2 separate regions of the Xenopus tropicalis genome follow, and region 2 is linked to region 1. Evidence: chromatin contacts called from public Hi-C data. All regions are on one chromosome and are shown on one strand. The core of a region is the stretch at or near the end of the contact, and the rest is flanking DNA. Distances in the headings are between cores, read along the strand shown.

What was found. Hi-C and Micro-C count contacts between places; a contact is called where the count stands out from the background.
Region 2: a contact with region 1 is called in a Hi-C map of neurula embryo, with 3 times the contacts expected there. The contact joins two enhancer-like sites. A contact is called at or near these places in 5 of 5 Hi-C or Micro-C datasets (brain, gastrula embryo, liver and 2 more).

The regions. Positions count from the first base shown.
Region 1 is chr5:111,147,913-111,150,612 of UCB_Xtro_10.0, forward strand. fndc3b (fibronectin type III domain-containing protein 3B) reads right to left here. Exons shown (of 26, transcript XM_012963399.2): 7 at 1,507-1,565. Among named protein-coding and RNA genes, the nearest start is that of ghsr, 99 kb to the left of the region's middle. Within about 2 kb of position 1,324, at least 2 of the 11 cell types and tissues checked have an H3K27ac peak or open chromatin away from gene starts, as enhancers often do. A contact at or near this core is called in neurula embryo, where this site is marked.
Region 2 is chr5:111,339,268-111,341,967 of UCB_Xtro_10.0, forward strand. No RefSeq gene overlaps it. Among named protein-coding and RNA genes, the nearest start is that of tmem212, 3.2 kb to the left of the region's middle. Within about 2 kb of position 1,319, at least 3 of the 11 cell types and tissues checked have an H3K27ac peak or open chromatin away from gene starts, as enhancers often do. A contact at or near this core is called in neurula embryo, where this site is marked.

The DNA of each region.
Region 1 (2,700 bases), core at 74-2,573:
CATACACAAATTAATCTGTTGTATCTTCTCCAGCTTAGTAATATCTGCAGGAATCTGAGATGCCTAAACGTTGTTGCCTTTACATAGTGATACCTATCTAGGTAAAAAATAGGAAAGTACAGAATTCTGGACTTGATATGGGATTTGGCTGAACTGCAGAATTCGGATGTGGATGAATCTTAAAGGGTTCAGCAAAACTGAATCCAAACCCATCCAACCTTTTAAAGAACTGAACACAACTATTTTCGATTTACAGATGGTAAAACTTTTTTAACTTTAGTTATTCTCAGATTTAAAAAGAGCAAACTCCTTTATCTGACAGGGACTTCTCTGCCAATTTTAAGATGGTGGAAATTTTTACCTATCAGGGGAATGTACATATATATATTAATATATATACTCTATGGGGCACATTTACTAATCCACAAAATCCGAATGGGAAAAATTCGGATTGGAAACGAACATTTTGCGACTTTTTCGTATTTTTTTGCGATTTTTTCGTCGCCGTTACGACTTTTTCGTAGCCGTTACGATTTGCTCGTATATTGTCGCGACTTTTCCGTATTGAGCGCTCGTAAACGGTGGCCAAACCTTTCAGACTTTGCATGATTTTGGAAACTTCCCATAGGACTCAATGGCACTCTGCAGCTCCAACCTGGCCCAAGGAAAGTCACGATACTGAAGCTTGAATGAATGCGAAACTTTCGTACTCGGCGCGACGGCTACGAGAAAGGTTGCGACAATTCGCGCAAGTCGCAACGATACGAAAAAGTTGCGACAATTTACGAAAAAGTCGTAACGGCTACGAAAAAGTCGCGACAATTTACGAAAAAATCGCAAAATACCAATCATTATGAAAAAAAACGCATTCGGGCGCTTTTCGGACGTTCGTGGATTAGTAATACTCCTTATATTTTACAAAGATGCAAATAATGTTCTACATTTTAGACACAGGTGGGGGATCCTGGGTAAACATACATGGCGTTGTTTCAAAATTAAGAAAAAATGATCCAATTTAAAAAAAAAGGAAAATGTCTCTGGTGAGATAAGCATTATGGCAGCTTTCATTGTACTTGTAAACTTAAACATGCAGTAAATGAAAGCTATATTGACTGAGTGAGGAATCACCTAACTGACCAGTTATGGGACAGTCACACCCAGCTTATAAATATACTTTATTTCTCTTCAAGTCTGTACAATACCCCTGTAGTCTATAAACATTTGTATAGTGAACAATTCACATTTCCCTGTACAATAGAGACTACATTACAACTACTCCACTGACTTCCGTAACACTAACCCCCCGGGAAGTTGCTAAGGACAAATACAGCTGCTTTAGGTCTGATGTGCTTTCTTCCTTGGACGGACAAAGGACGTCTTGTAGGGCTTGGGATTACAGAAACACTTTACTGCCCCCAATTTATTGGGCAAAGACCAGCTGCTGCACAATGCTGAGAAAAGCTCTTAAGGATATCAGTGTAATACAGAATCTTTCAGCAAACTCACCATCAGTTTCTCTATCCCAGTAAGGACTTCATGAGACTTCTTTACATCCGATTCATACTCTGCAATGAAAATAGAACAAACAGCTTATGTCTGCAGTCAGGCTATTCAAGGAAAAAATACCAATATCATCAGCCCAATCCTCTCGCCTGCAGTTGCTACTCATATTATTTGTTCAATAGTTTACCTATACTGAATCAGCTCAGTCATACCTCATAGGGAACCAGGGAGCAAGCAGAAGAGTTGTTTTCTGAATAGGTTAATGAAGAATACTTATGTATTGAATATACCATAGTCATTCTACTTGCGGTTCTCCATTTTATGTTATAATGTTATCATATTCTTCTTAAACAATGTGAAAGGTGTCTCTGAAAGCATAATCCTGGGTTTCATAATACTTAAACCCTGCCTACAACACCCAGTCTGGAACACAAGGTAGGAGAAGGACTTATTTTGGCACAGTACTTAGAAACAGATGATGAAACATGGCACCTCCAGGTTCTTCACAGCAGTTGGACCTGATAATGTCCTAAAAAAATCTGTCTCTAATTTGTTCCTCACACACTTACTAACAGGCTGGTGGCTGGTTGAATCAACTTGCTTTCATTTCAACTAAAAAGGGATAAGTATTCTAATTTACAAGTTTGTGGATCCATAGGCTTACAGCAGGTTACATTCCCTTGTAATTACCCTCAGCTTGAGGAGGGTGGGGTTTGATTAGTTCACCTTTACAGACTGCATAAATAGAACCACAGGCACTCCAGTGAGCTGCTTACTAACAGGCTGGTGGCTGGTTGAATCAACTTGCTTTCATTTCAACTAAAAAGGGATAAGTATTCTTTACTAACTTTATCAAAACCATTGTGTTTTTTTACTGTTGGGTTTTATTTATTTTTTTCCATAAGTAATTGTTGTTTTTGGAGCTAATTTACAAAGTTTGTGGGATCCATAGGCTTACAGCAGGTTACATTCCTTGTAATTACCTCAGCTTGAGGAGGGTGGGTTGATTAGTTCACCTTTACAGACTGCATAAAATAGAACCACAGGCACTCCAGTGAGCTGCTTACTAACAGGCTGTGGCTGGTTGAATCAACTTGCTTTCATTTCAACTAAAAAGGGATAAGTATTCTTTACTAACTTTATCAAAACCATTGTGTTTTTTTACTGTTGGTTTTATTATTTTTTTCCATAAGTAAT
Region 2 (2,700 bases), core at 69-2,568, 190 kb after region 1:
AAATTCAGCAGATATATAATATCCTGCCACAAAATAAATTCAACACTCACGGTAGAGAAAACAACAAAAATGTTTTATTCCAGTATCAGTAAATATGTTTTTGTAATTTTTTTTTAAACAGTGGCTAAAAGACAGCACTGTAAGTTTGATGCTTATCATAGGATTGCCATTCTATGTTATTTAATACAATAAAGAAAATAGGGAAGCGAAGTCTGGCTAGAAGAGAAGTCTGTAGTGTAGTGCAACACTGACCCAATCACTAGGCTAGATTATATGCTTTGACTTTATCTGTACTGGTCATTGGGTCTCTAAAGGACTGAAGATAGAGGTGTTTGCTTCAGGTCCAGCATATAGTTAGGTCCAGAAACTGCACTTTGCATGCTGTGCCTGCTAAGTAAATGTGCCTTCATATGTTCCCCCTTTGTCTGAGTCGGTTTTTCCAGGTACTTCTGTTTCTGCCCTCACTCCAAATACATAAAAGCAGGTTAGAATTGGCTCCATTGACGAAATTCACCCTAACTTGTGTGGTGATGGGATCTTGGATTTTAAGCTCCACAGTCAAAGGGACTGATGTTGGCGATGAACAAACTCTTCAAGGTGCTGCGTAATATTCTAGTACTTTATGAACATACAATGATAATACTAAGATGAATAGAAAACAATGCTTGTACACCAAAAGACTTGCTAATGATAGAGAATGCTGAGAAGCCTAATACTGTTGCAGAGTAGATGCATGTGGCTCCTAATTTGTAATTCATTGTGCTACCATATTAAGGTTAAAAAAAGACGAATAATAGGACCAGAAAGGTACAACTTAGGAGCATTTTTTCAGGCTCATGGCAAGTTGAATATTTCCTAACTTTTTATACATTTTTTTTAAGATTATTGCTGTTTCTATGCATTTTGAAAGACCAAAGCACAGACTTGATAAGCCTCCATTGCATGCAGCCAGTTTGTTATTCTTCATAATAACTGAGCACGTACTGAGTTAAAAATGACTATTATTCCACCTGTAACTATACGTCAGAAACATATGGATTTTTGTTACGTCAGTTTATCCAGTGTAGGAAGCAGGGAGAGCTGTGAAATCCTGGCCGAGCATCATCAGTGTGTTATTCAAATGAATTTAGCACAGCTGCTGCACAGGAATGTTCTCACAGTAAATGTCCAGGCTGCATCCATGTAATCACCTCATCCAATTATGTTAGCTGAAGCCTTCGGCCTTGCAGGGAAATAGGGCCATAAAGTAGATTCACACCACAACATGCGAAGGATGCATTTCCCTGAGGGCAGCCCACTGGCCAGTCAGTTAGCCCCTCCGATTAGTTCAGCATTCCTCATGCACAAATGCCCAGGAACACCCCTCTGCTGCTCCACACTGCCTGCCAGAACATTTTATTCCGCCCAAGCCTCGCTTCAAACAGATGTGTACAAGCAAAACAACCAAACTCTTACATGGAATAATCTCTGTTGATTCACACACATGCACTGGTTACCGGGGTGAAAAATTCCCATGCACTGAGATGACAGCAGTGAAATGTTTAGGCTTAACATATTGATTATTCATGCCTTTCAAAAGAGTTGGTGGGAACCTGACTGGCACTGCCTGTAACCTTCTTGTAGTAAAAATAGACATTTTATAGCAGAAATAAAGCACTAGCTATGTATACGTTTTCTGTGGGGCTATCCATGAAGAAGAACGGAATAGAAATGGCATAAGCTTTCATAAAAAAGACCATCATATTTGCAAAAGCCTCACTCCAGTTTCATGAACGCTAAGTTTTTGTATACTCTTGGGTTAAATAGTTTTATAGAAACATCCCTTACATTCTGGGAAGTGGAAATCAGGAAAGTAGATTCAATATAAGAATAATTACTGGAGTTCAAGGAAGGTACATTACACAACATTTTTCAGTTTTGTAAATGTGATGTTTTATACGCTTATACGTTGTTAAATTGTCATTTCAGAATGCCGCTTGAATACATTTGGAGTACCAGACTAATCTGGAAAAGTTCCTATGGCAATCGGAAAAACAAATGCAATTCCGTAAAATGATTTTCTTGTTTAAATGAGCAATTGAATCGGATGTAATAACATATGCATCTAAATGCCACTTTTTTTAAATCCCCATCACCATTAAATGATTTTCTGGCATAAACAAACATTGGCCCCACTGAAATCCAGTTTTGGGATAACCCCACTTGGTGAGGTCGCCAAGCGAGCGAATCTTCTCCCGATATCCCCACCTACGGGTGGGCAATATCGGGCTAATTCGGTTCTGTGTCAAACGATTGAATTAGAGCAGTGGGTATGGGCACCCATCGGTTGGGGGACCGCATCAACGAGCTGATACTGTCCCTGATCCAACGAAAAATCAAACCTGCCTGAACGAGATCTGGCCAATTTCAGGCCAGATGTCAGTCGGGCAGTGCCCATACACAGGTCGATAAGCTGCCAAATCGTTCTAAGGGACTGATATCAGCAGCTAGAATTGGCCCGTGTATGGCCACCTTTAGGGCTTATACAGGTGTATTGTTATGCATTTAATGTGCATTTGAGACGCATGTTTAAGTGCACCTAAACACATTCAGTAATTGATCCCATTATATTCTGCTTGGTTGTTCTCACGAGTGTTCAGAATTGCATTTTACTCCATTTGCTTTCATCTCCTTTTTAGATGCAACATGCTGCATTTTCTT